4 separate regions of the Mus musculus genome follow, and all the other regions are linked to region 1. Evidence: chromatin contacts called from public promoter capture Hi-C data. All regions are on one chromosome and are shown on one strand. Each heading gives the region's core, a stretch centred on a gene start, on an enhancer-like site or on the middle of the called end of the contact. The rest is flanking DNA. Distances are from core to core; before and after follow the strand shown. Region 1 has its middle 4.3 kb from the start of Gm11595. Region 2 holds the start of Krt19 (keratin 19). Region 3 holds the start of Krt16 (keratin 16). Region 4 holds the start of Krt14 (keratin 14).

Region 1 (2,837 bases), core at 139-2,638:
ACATCCTCATGTCTGATGTCAAACTGGTCTTCAGATCTCCTACTCCTGTTCATCTTTGTTGACTGCAACAACTTCTTTCACCTGGGCTGTTTCCACTCCCTGTTAGCAGCTTTTCTCAGCAGATAGCCCATGACTCTGGCATCTCAAACATCTTGAGGTCTCCAAGGCAACTTCCATGTTATAGTTTCTTGTTTCAATGTCTGGAATCCACACATGATCTTCAGGGCTTCTCCAGCTCTGTTCTCTGTAGCACTCTAAGCTCAGGTTGATCCACTCCACTATTGCTGCTGTTCTTGGTGATCGTCCCATGGTACTGGCATCTCCAACACACTGAGGTCTTCCATTGCAACCAGGCTTCACTAATACCCTCTCATAGGCTCTCTTCATAGTGTCATAATTCAAATCCTTTGCATGACTCCTTCAGGCCTGGGCAGTCAACTGCACTTTTACTAATGGCCTTCCATGGTTTCTCACAGTGCCTAGCATCAGCTGCTCTTCATGACCCCTTCATGCCTTCAAAACCAGTACCACCTGTGTGACTCTTACACATTAACAAGTACAGCTGCAGCACAAAGTATAACCTTGGCTATCTCTGAACACAGCTTCTTTGTGCTCTCAGAAAACACTTCTCAGAAGATTTCACCTCAGTGATGCTGGTCTCTTCTTAATCACCACTAATTTCTTAGTTCGAGCTAACCAGCATCAGTTGTCCCAGTAGTTCCTTCTATTCTAGACTCTAAAGCCAGAGCCAGTGGCCAAAGCTGCGGAGCTCTGCTACTTGCTGGGGCTGGAACATGGCCTCCCTTGTTCTATTACATTACCACTTGCTTCCTTTTTTCCAACTCCTTCACTGCCTAAGCTTTGCTGTCCTGGATCTTGTTCTGTAGATTGACTTTGAACTCAGAGAGTTGAATGCTTTTCTCCTGAGATTAAATGTATGTACCACCATGCCTGGATTTGAGCTTTTCTTCACCTAGAATTTGCTCTGTCTTAGGCTGGCCTTGAACTCAGAGATCTGTTTGACTTTATCTCCTGAGATTAAAGGTGTATATCACCATGCCTGGATCTAAATTTAGCTGGGTAGGATCTTGCCCCAAAGTCCCACTCCCTTAATTTGTTATCTCTTTGAACACAGGAAAGATACCATTTCACTTCCTGTTACCCTTTTAATACTCGGACCATGTATTTTATACTTTTCCTTTCTCATCTTACTACATTTGTTTAAAATGCTCTTCAAGAGACTTAACCCGAGAACAATTTCATCAAGGCTGTTTCTGAGACTTCCTTTGTCAATGCAATTAATCTGAGTCTCCAGTATCTTCACCTTAGCCTCAGGCAGACTCTTCAGACAAGGGCAAAGGAGCAGCCACATGACTCATCAAAATACCACAAAATGAGTCCCAAAGCCACATAATGTAATTCTTTTCCACTGAAACCTCTTGGATCAGGTCTGCACAATTCAAATAACTCACAACAAAAAAAGTCTTCCATATTCCTAGGATGGCTCATTAAGCCCCACTTAAAGCATTCCAATGCTTTCCAAATCCGAACTCCCAAATCCACATTCAAAAAAAAAAAAGATGGCCTAGTCGGCTATCACTGGAAAGAGAGGCCCATTGGACAGGCAAACTTTATATGCCCCAGTACAGGGGAATGCCAGAGCCAAAAAATGGGAATGGGTAGGTAGGGGAGTGTGGAGGGGAGGGTGTGGGGGACGTTTGGGATAGCACTGGAAATGTAATTGGGGAAAATACGTAAAAAGAAAAAAAAGAAAGAAAAAAAGCATGGTCAGGCCTGTCACAGCAATACTCCAGTCCCTGGTATTAACTTCTGTCTTAGTGTTTTACCACGACCAAGGCAAGTCTTATTATAAAGGACAACATTTAATTGGGGCTGGCGTATAGGTTCAGAGGTTCAGTCCATTATCATCAAGATGGGAGCATGGCAGTATCCAGGCAGGCATGGTACAGGAGGAGCTGAGAGTTCTACATCTTCATCTGAAGGCAGCTAGCAAAATACTGACTTCCAGACAATTAGGACTAGGTTAAAGCCCACATCCACAGTGACATACTTACTCCAACAAGGCCACACCTCCAAATAGTGCCATACCCTAGCCCAAGCATATACAAAAGATCACAGTGTCACATATTCATACATGAAGAGAAATTGTTTTTGTTTAATTGTGTTTATCACATCTATCTCCAAATGACCCTCTCTAATAATCTCCTTTCTCTTTCCTATTTTCAAACTGCATATATTTTAATTTCAAATATCTTCCTTTTTTGTGTGTTGCATATATATATGTGTGTGTGTGCATATATATATAGGTGTACATATATATGCCTATATATATATACATACATATATGTACACACACATATACATGTATATGTATGTGTGAAAGATACAAGAGAATACATTTGATACTTGAATTTTTGAATATGGCTACTTTTGCTTAACACAATAAGCTTGAATTCCATCCACTTTCTGTTATGGTTGTATTCTTAATAGCTGGTTAATCCCCCACTGTGTACACATATTACACTGTATGTGTCCATTTGTACATAGATAGATGCCTACCATTTCCACAATAGCTTTATTAATAGTGCTACAAAAGCCATCAGCAGTCAGGAATCTAGTTGGTATAATACCACTTATTCCTTTAGGCACAAACCTGGTAGTATGGCTAGATTCTCTGGCAGTGTTAGAAGAAACTCAACGTTTATTTTTCTAGTGACTGCAAATTTTCAGTTTCTTATGAACAATATAAAAGTATTTCTACCAACCCTCTCATGAGCATGTGTTATTTTTTGTCTACATTTGTTAGAGTGGCCTCT
Region 2 (2,891 bases), core at 184-2,683, 380 kb before region 1:
GTGTATAAGTGTGTGTGCATGTGTATATGTGTGTGCGTGTGTGTATGTATGTAAAAGTACTGTTGCTACCTTCTTCCTAGAGAGGATGGTGGCTAGAAGACAGTGCTGGGTTTTAGAAGATCAAATTCTTTATATAGTCATAGAAAACCCTGCTGATAATGTGAAGACAAGAGGACTGACTTTGAACACTCTTCATTTCACAGGGGGAAACTGAGGCCTTTGAGCTAGGAAGTGGTTGGCCCATCTCCCTGTTCCCAATCCCCCTCTCAGGACACACAGGGTTTCTGTCCTCAGACAGAGACAGCTCTGACAAAAAAGAAGGTACTGCGGGCCACCACTAAGGACTGTTGAGATGGGGTGGTCAGGAATTTCGGGGTGAAGCTATCGAAGTACCCCTATAGTGGGTATCAGGGGGTCCGGCCCAAGGGAAAGATCCAGAAAGATCTGGAATTGTTGCACTGCAGGCTGGGAGTGGAGAAGGGCTCCTTCCATTATGAAGATGTCCCACTCTGTGCTGCTGACTTTAGCTCACTCTCTCCTTCACCTCTGCTCTAGGAGGGTTCTGAGGTCCCCTGGATTCAGCCTGCAGCCTTTTAATACCTCCTCAGGACTGCTCAAGGGGGACAGCTTCTGTGCCATTTCTGTCTCTGGGTGGAAGGTGCCAAATGCCTTATGGGCAGGTGATCTGCCTCAGCCAGGCTGAGAGTCCTCATCTCCGGCTTATTAAAGAAACTCAATTAGAGGTCTTGTTAAGTGCGTCTTGAGACTTGGGCAGGGAAGGGTGGAGGTGTCTTGGTGGGGGTGAGGGTCGAGTTTCTGAGCTGGGTCAGCCATGCTTCAGATTGAGCATTTAGCAGGAGTGTAAAGAAGCCACTTTGGTGGCCTAGTGTTCCCTGCAGCTGTACCTATTGCCACCTAGGACATTGTGGCAGCAGGGTGGGGCAACCTTGTCTCAGAAAGTCAGGAAGCCTGGAGCTTAACTGCACGAATTATTATCACAAGGAGGGAGGGATTTATTAACATTATTCCAGAGGGGGCACTCTCAGAGTAAGTCACTGAGTTGGGGCTCAGAGGGGTGTGATTTCTAAGGGTGTCAAATTCCTGGAGGTTTTAAAGGGCCAGAGTGATATCGTCACTCCGGAAGTTAGAGTTGTCTAAGCCTGTGTAGTAAGGGGCTGAAGGGCCAGAAAAGGGACGTGACATGTTGGCAGTAGCTTTGGAGTGGGCTGGGGCGGGGCAGCTCTGGGAAGGACTGAGACCTCTGGCTCCTGGGAGGGGAGAGGTAGGAGCAGAATCGCCAGGAATTGACCAATGGGGAAAGAGCCCATATTTGCACTCTGGGAGCTTGGAAATTTCTGATACCCGCCCCTTCAACATCTCCATCCCCCTTCCCGCCCCGGGCATAAAAAGCCACAGGTGAGGGCCTTGTCACTCCTCCTGCGGCCAGCAGTTCTCAGACCTGCGTCCCTTTTTCCTTCGCTCTGGTCTCCCTCCTCATCATGACTTCCTATAGCTATCGCCAGACCTCAGCTATGTCTTCCTTTGGGGGTACGGGCGGGGGTTCAGTACGCATTGGGTCAGGGGGTGTTTTCCGCGCACCCAGCATCCACGGGGGCTCAGGTGGCCGCGGCGTGTCCGTGTCCTCCACCCGCTTCGTGACCTCGTCCTCCGGGAGCTATGGCGGAGTCCGCGGTGGAAGTTTTAGTGGGACCCTGGCTGTGTCTGATGGGCTGCTGTCTGGCAATGAGAAGATCACCATGCAAAACCTCAATGATCGTCTCGCCTCCTACTTGGACAAGGTGCGCGCCCTAGAGCAGGCCAATGGCGAGCTGGAGGTGAAGATCCGCGACTGGTACCAGAAGCAGGGACCCGGACCCTCCCGAGATTACAACCACTACTTTAAGACCATCGAGGACTTGCGCGACAAGGTGGGTAGCGGCCAGGCCCTGGGAGGTGCACCTGTTGGGGTGGTGCGGCAGGGCGGGGAGGTTGTGGAAACTCAGCCCGCGGGTGGACAAGCCCGTTACTACGGGCCGGGCAGGAACCCGCAGGGTGGGGCACAAAGTCTGGGCTGGACCCTGGGATTCGAGTGGAGGCGGGGTGGAAGGGAACTGAGACAGGTTAAGTGGGTGGGGCTTTCGGAAGCGGTGGGGACCTGCTTGGATAGTCAGGGATATCTATCCAAAGAGAGCATTTAACACAGCTTTGGGCTGCCCAGAGATGAAGATACCGAGCCGCAGCCTCAGCTGGGGGTGGGGTGTTGGGGAGGGCTGGGGAGCTGCCGGATATTAGTCTGTAGGCTCAGAGGTCACCTGAGCCTGTGGCCCTCTTCTGGGACTCTTGAGCATTGCTTTCTCCAGTTGTGTGGGTTGTTCCTGTCTGGTTTTCTTTACAGCAGCTGTCCTCTCACTCTCCTCCTCTCCAGCCCAGGGGACCACCTAGGCTCACACGGAGCTACGAGAAGAATGTAAAACCTGGGGGCTGCACAGTAAAACCAGATCTTAAAAAAAAAAACTTCCAGTGAGGTGTGGTAGCTCAGGCCTGTAATCCCAGGAGCAGGTGGATGAGTTCATAGCTATGCCCAGCTACAGTTAACTTGAATCTAGTCAGGGCTACATGAGTCTCTAGGCTCCCACCCGGCCGTCAAACAGCCCGAACAGACAGACAGACAGACAGACAGACAGACAGACAGACAACAACTCTAACACGAAACAAAAGAAAAATAAAAACAATTATTTTAGTAAGTAAGAGGGAGGTGGAAGTCTTGACCCTCTGCTTCTGTGGACCTCTCTCCTGGAGTCCCCCGGTCCAGGGAAGACAACCTGCAAGTCTCTGTGGGCTCCAACATCCAACAGGCTGGTTGGGTGGGGCATTGCCCTCACTCCTAGGGA
Region 3 (2,964 bases), core at 275-2,774, 480 kb before region 1:
GGGCAGGGAGGTGAGCATTGGGCTTACCTGGCTCCTGCCTGCAAGGCATCATGGGAGCCTGGAGAGTTCTGGCTTCATGGCTATAAGTTTAGTGGCACTGGTTGACTCCCATCACTCTCGTGTTCTTCCTCAGTCCTTGTCACCTACAAGGTTAATCCAAGGATCAAGAAATGATGTGAATTTGAGAGGGGCAGAGAGAGATTCTTGATGGTGAAGAGTCTAATGTTCCGGGAACCTACTGAGCCTCTGTCACCTGTAGATTGGTGTTGGGAACAACACCCACCATGGGCCTGCTTCTGAGAAGTGTGTAGCAAGCATGACAGGTATTCCTTACCAGTGCAAAGCCCTGTGCACACTGGGCGAACAAAGATACCACGCCCAGCTTGAGCAGTTCCTGGGCAAGATGGTTTCCACATGGGAACTCTGAGACCATGAAGGGGCAGAGTGGGGGTAGGGCTGTTGACAGACAGACAGTATTAGAAGCAAGATAGAATTCCCTTCTACTGAATCCACAGCAGAGCAAGGGGGTGTCCCTGAGTGGGTGAGGGCAGGAGGTGGCATGGAGGAGCTGTGGCTGGGCATTCTCTTAGTGCAGGGGTTTTACGTTAGGAGTCAGAATGTAAAGGTTGGATCGAAAAGCAGCAAGGTTGCAGAGGGAGGATGGAGAGGCTGACCACAGGGAAAGGGTCCTGCAGGCATGCTTCTTTGTGACTTGTATGTGTCCTAAAAGAACTGAGGCCCAGAAGGATGACAAGGTCCTCTGTACTGGGCAGTGAGTGAGAGGCAGTGGGTCTGTGGCAGCATAGTGTGTGGATGCTATGGTGGACACCACTCTGGACATCCTGGTGTCTCAAAGGCAGCTTCCAAATGCAAACTAGATCCTATGGGAATGGAAACCTCTGATTTTTTAGAACTAGAAAGGACTGCAGCTACCCAGCCCAGACTTGTCCCTGTGGAGGGAGAGCAGGCACAGAGAGGGGAGGTGAAAGACTTCAGGATCCCTGTTGAACAACCTAGGTCTACCACGTGCCTTGTAGGATTCATACGACAGTATCCAACTTTGGGATGACATCAGTGAGACTCTAGCCACCAAAGGTTCTCACTGTGGGGCAGGGACTGGTTGACTCACAGCCTGAGGACGCGCCTGCCAGAGGTTGCCTGCACCTAGGGCTCCTTGTTGCTCTCCCCTCAGGCTCCTGGAACAGAAGCCCATTTCTGACTACACAACGTGAGTCAGTAGTGACTTGAATTTGTGTGTTTTTCTCTTGGCCCCACACCCACAGATCTGGGCAGGAACTCTGAGCCAGCAATGGAAGAGAGAGAGTCCACCCTGGGCTGAACAACCCAGAATAGGGTGTTAGACAGGACTGACTGAGGAAATCCCCAGGGGAACTGGAGTCAGCAGTTGGAGGTCCCGCCTTCCCCTGGTGCATATAAAAGAACCTGGAGTCTGAGGCACCCTCAGCATCTGCAGCCTCCACTGAGCAGTTCTCTCTTCTCCCTGCTCACTTGCCCACACTCTCCAGTTCCTCAGCATGGCCACCTGCAGCCGCCAGTTCACCTCCTCCAGCTCCATGAAGGGCTCCTGTGGCATCGGTGGTGGCTCTAGCCGCATGTCCTCCATCCTGGCTGGAGGATCCTGCCGGGCTCCCAGCACCTGCGGGGGCATGTCAGTTACCTCCTCTCGCTTCTCCTCTGGGGGAGTCTGTGGGATTGGAGGTGGCTATGGTGGGAGCTTCAGCAGCAGCAGTTTTGGTGGAGGACTTGGTAGTGGATTTGGTGGTCGATTTGATGGATTTGGTGGTGGTTTTGGTGCTGGTCTTGGTGGTGGTCTTGGCGGTGGTATTGGTGATGGGCTCCTGGTGGGCAGTGAGAAAGTGACCATGCAGAACCTCAATGACCGCCTGGCCACCTACCTGGACAAGGTGCGTGCCCTGGAAGAGGCCAACAGAGACCTGGAGGTGAAGATCCGGGACTGGTACCAGAGGCAGCGGCCCACTGAGATCAAAGACTACAGCCCCTACTTCAAGACCATTGAGGACCTGAAGAGCAAGGTGGGTGGCTCTGGTGGATGAGAGGTTAGAACTACAGTGGCCTTTAGCAAAGACAGTTTTAGAGAGGCTAATACATAGGCAAGAAGACTAAAGACCTTTGGAGGTTAATGGTCATACTTATCCAGAGCAGGGGCTGAGGGTCCTTTAAGAACATCCATGCCTCAGGTGGACCTGGGACCCTGACTCTTAATCTCCTGGAGGATACTTTATGCTGCAAGCTTAGCTCCTTAACTCTGTGCCCAGGATAGGGGTGATGGTAGACATGAGTGCACGTGCATATAACTTGAGCTGTGTAGAGAAGTATGTAATCAGCTGTTGGAAGCTTTAGGAGCTGGCCTGCTGGGCTTGGGGTGGCTCCTTTTGCTCTTCTCTGTCCTTGAGTCGTAGGGTCTCTGGGTGATCTGACTTCGCATCTTTTCATTTTCTCTCTAGATCATTATTGCCACCCAGGAGAATGCACAGTTCACTTTGCAGATTGACAATGCCAGGCTGGCAGCTGATGACTTCAGGACCAAGTGAGCAGCCAAAATGCTGGGCAGAGGGCAGAGGGCAGAGGGCAGAGGGCAGAGGGCAGAGGGCAGAGGGCAGAGGGCAGAGGGCAGAGGCCAGGGACACAGTAGGTCCATCTTCAGCTTTGACTTCTCTCCTTCCAGGTACGAGAATGAGCTGTTCTTGCGGCAGTCCGTGGAGGGTGACATCAATGGCCTGCGCAAGGTGCTAGATGAGCTGACCCTGTCCAGAGCTGACCTGGAAATGCAGATTGAAAACCTCAGAGAAGAGCTGGCCTTCCTGAAGAAGAACCATGAGGAGGTGTGGCTCCTGCTGGGTTTGGGGATGGAGGGCTGGTGTGGTGAGTTTCCCAGGAGATGTGACCATGCTCTTGTGATCTTTCCTAGGAGATGCTTGCCTT
Region 4 (2,877 bases), core at 48-2,547, 440 kb before region 1:
AGAACAGTGCAGGAGCCTCAGCGGGGGCTGTTGGGGCCTGTCTGGGAAGATAGGACGTGCCAGGCAGTCCCAGACACGACCACATTCCTCCCGACATGCCTGCAGGGGTCTATGGAGCTGAGGGGCAGGAAGTGGGTGTTCTGGGGATAGTTGAAGCTTGATATACAAACCTCTGAAGCAGAATTAGCTGGGTTCTTGGAGCTGTCCCCTGATCCTCAGGGACTCAGGAGTCAGAAACCCTCTCGTCCACTTTGGCTATTATGCCCTTGGCTCAGTCCTGCCTTCCTCCCAGGTGCCTGCGTTCCTCCTCCCCATACGTGTCTTGGGTGAGCTCCATGGGAGATGAAGTGAGGATGTCTGAGTCAGCCCTCTGCCTCTCAGCTCAGCTATCTTGGCATCCGAGAGGACATCTGGGGCTGGAAACAAACAAACAAACAAACAAATGAACAGACAAACAAATCTCTCTAGGCTTGTTCCAGGCATGTGCCCTTACCTGCTTTGAGGTCAAAATAAGTTTCAACCCTCTGGCCAGACTCTGTGCCACCCAAAGTTAACCCTCAGAGCTTTCTGCAGTAGAAACAATGGGTGGATGCTCTTTCCTCCCACTTTTCAGAAGAGCAAATGAGGGCTCTGAGAAGAGCCTGACTCTGTGCTGTTTCTCAGTGTCTCTGGTTGTGTCTCTGAGTCCTTTGGTGACCTAATAGCTATTGTCACAGATCTGCGTGTAGGTGTGTGGTGGATATTAGGGTCTGTACCCAGGGCTCAGGGGAAGCTGCCTTGAGTCTGAGCCACCTGGCTGGCTGAGGATGTGACAGATAGCTAGTCCTTAGCAGGTAGCGCTGAGGGTGGCCACGCCAATGTACCTCCAGCTAAGTGCCAGTCTCCTGCTCTGGTGGTCTTTTTCTACGTGTAATAAAGGACTCTCCCACCCATTTAATGGGAACTAACAGGTCAGCAGGTTTATGGTGTGGTAAGGCCCTACTTGTCATTCTAGCTGAGCCCAGAGTGTGGGTTCCTAAGGGCTGTGGCTCCCAGGGCCTCATGGGAAAGTGTAGCCCGCAGGCCCACCCCTCCCCTGGTGAATCATGCCTGGCGGGACGAGAAAGCCCAAAACACTTCAAACAATGAGTTTCCAGTAAAATATGACAGACATGATGAGGCGGAGGAGAGGAGGGATCTGATCGGGAGTTGGCGCTGGCCTGGGAGTGATGAAAGCCAAGGGGAATGGAATACGCCAGGCCCGCCCCCTCCTCACCACTATAAAGCACTATCATCCTTTTCTAACACACCTGAGCAGCTCTCTCTTCTCTCTGCCGACTCACTCGCTCACTTGCTCACCTCTCTCAAAGCCATGGCCACCTGCAGCCGCCAGTTCACCTCCTCCAGCTCCATGAAGGGCTCTTGTGGTATCGGTGGTGGCTCTAGCCGCATGTCCTCCATCCTGGCTGGAGGATCCTGCCGGGCTCCCAGCACCTACGGGGGCATGTCGGTTACCTCCTCTCGCTTCTCCTCTGGGGGAGCCTGTGGGATTGGAGGTGGCTATGGTGGGAGCTTCAGCAGCAGCAGTTTTGGTGGAGGACTTGGTAGTGGATTTGGTGGTCGATTTGATGGATTTGGTGGTGGTTTTGGTGGTGGTCTTGGTGGTGGTTTTGGTGGTGGTCTTGGTGGTGGTCTTGGCGGTGGTATTGGTGATGGGCTCCTGGTGGGCAGTGAGAAAGTGACCATGCAGAACCTCAATGACCGCCTGGCCACCTACCTGGACAAGGTGCGTGCCCTGGAAGAGGCCAACACTGAACTGGAGGTGAAGATTCGGGACTGGTACCAGAGGCAGCGGCCCACTGAGATCAAAGACTACAGCCCCTACTTCAAGACCATCGAGGACCTGAAGAGCAAGGTGGGTCAAATGGACAGCAGGACTTGCCATTCCAGTGTCCTCCAAGGCTTCAGATCATCACTAGACTCCTAGAAAGACAGTCTCTAGTCCCCAGTATCTCTCTCTGAGACCCTCCCTGGCCATCCCCCATAGAGCTGGTCAGTGAGAAGACGGTGCTGCTCCCTGGCTTTCTTTACTCCATGCTTTTATGTGCTCCAGTCCTTAGCCCACGTGAGACTGATGGTTCCTGCCCTTAGCATTTGGCAGAGGAGGAAGTTGAAGGTTGAGAGGTGCTGTGTCTTGCTAAAGATCAAGAGAGGGGGCGGTGCAGGACTGAGGTTAGAGCACAGGTGGCTCACCCTCTGCTACAGGGGGCACTTACCTCTTTAGTAGAAGGGAGGAGTGAGCCTGTAACGGGACCCACCGAGCTAGACACCCAAACCGCTCATTAGCTTGTTAGTCTGGGCTGAGGCTGCCTCCGCCCATGAACCTTGGCACCAGATAGCCTCTCCCTATAGTCAGGCAGACGTAGAAAAATCCACACCCACAACTATCAAGACCCGTATATTTTTTTACTACAAACCAGAGGGAGCCTGGCGGAGCTGTGTTTCCAGAGCTCCTCTTCTTCCTCCTGTTAAACCTGCTTGGCTCTTGTGCCTCGCATAAGTTACGGAAATTAGACGGGTCCCTGGCCGGAATTCCAGCCAGCTTCAGAGATCCTTCTGTCATTTTTTTTCTTCTTCTTCTCCAGTTTCCTCTTTTCTAATCCCCTGGGCAAGTTGGGTTTTGTCTCTTGGGAAAGTCCCACCCTTGGTCCATGCCCCATGGGCTTAGAAAGGAATGCGTGTGTCTGCAGATGGCTGATAAGGCTGCTCTGTACTGAGAGGAGGATCCAGAAGATGAAAGCTATGTAGGGATTCTTAGGGGGACATTAAAATGCCAAGCCCCATTTTAGGATTATAGGTGAGTGGTAGTAATAAGATCTGAATTCTGGGGCTTTTGAG

Evidence for each region. Promoter capture Hi-C pulls out the DNA fragments that hold promoters and counts their contacts.
Region 2: a contact with region 1 is called in a promoter capture Hi-C map of the SN4741 cell line, with 6 times the contacts expected there. The contact joins the promoter of Krt19 here to the enhancer-like site in region 1. A contact is called at or near these places in 14 of 39 promoter capture datasets (the SN4741 cell line, cranial neural crest, embryonic stem cells and 7 more) and 1 of 115 datasets of contacts at active chromatin or transcription factors (pancreatic cancer cells).
Region 3: a contact with region 1 is called in a promoter capture Hi-C map of trophoblast stem cells, with 5 times the contacts expected there. The contact joins the promoter of Krt16 here to the enhancer-like site in region 1. A contact is called at or near these places in 14 of 39 promoter capture datasets (the 3T3-L1 cell line, 3T3-L1-derived adipocytes, cranial neural crest and 8 more) and 1 of 9 other capture datasets (liver).
Region 4: a contact with region 1 is called in a promoter capture Hi-C map of the SN4741 cell line, with 2.6 times the contacts expected there. The contact joins the promoter of Krt14 here to the enhancer-like site in region 1. A contact is called at or near these places in 14 of 39 promoter capture datasets (the 3T3-L1 cell line, the SN4741 cell line, cranial neural crest and 8 more), 1 of 115 datasets of contacts at active chromatin or transcription factors (embryonic stem cells) and 2 of 9 other capture datasets (adipose tissue and embryonic stem cells).

What each region holds. Positions count from the first base shown.
Region 1 is chr11:99,767,157-99,769,993 of GRCm38.p6, reverse strand. No RefSeq gene overlaps it. Among named protein-coding and RNA genes, the nearest start is that of Gm11595, 4.3 kb to the left of the region's middle. Within about 2 kb of position 1,388, at least 9 of the 459 cell types and tissues checked have an H3K27ac peak or open chromatin away from gene starts, as enhancers often do. A contact at or near this core is called in the SN4741 cell line, pancreatic cancer cells and trophoblast stem cells, where this site is marked.
Region 2 is chr11:100,144,468-100,147,358 of GRCm38.p6, reverse strand. It overlaps Krt19 (keratin 19), which reads left to right and starts at 1,433. Exons shown (of 6, transcript NM_008471.3): 1 at 1,433-1,928. The coding sequence starts at 1,500.
Region 3 is chr11:100,247,462-100,250,425 of GRCm38.p6, reverse strand. It overlaps Krt16 (keratin 16), which reads left to right and starts at 1,524. Exons shown (of 8, transcript NM_008470.1): 1 at 1,524-2,054; 2 at 2,487-2,569; 3 at 2,708-2,864; 4 at 2,951-2,964. The coding sequence starts at 1,536.
Region 4 is chr11:100,205,930-100,208,806 of GRCm38.p6, reverse strand. Krt14 (keratin 14) reads left to right here and starts at 1,297. Exons shown (of 8, transcript NM_016958.2): 1 at 1,297-1,894. The coding sequence starts at 1,352.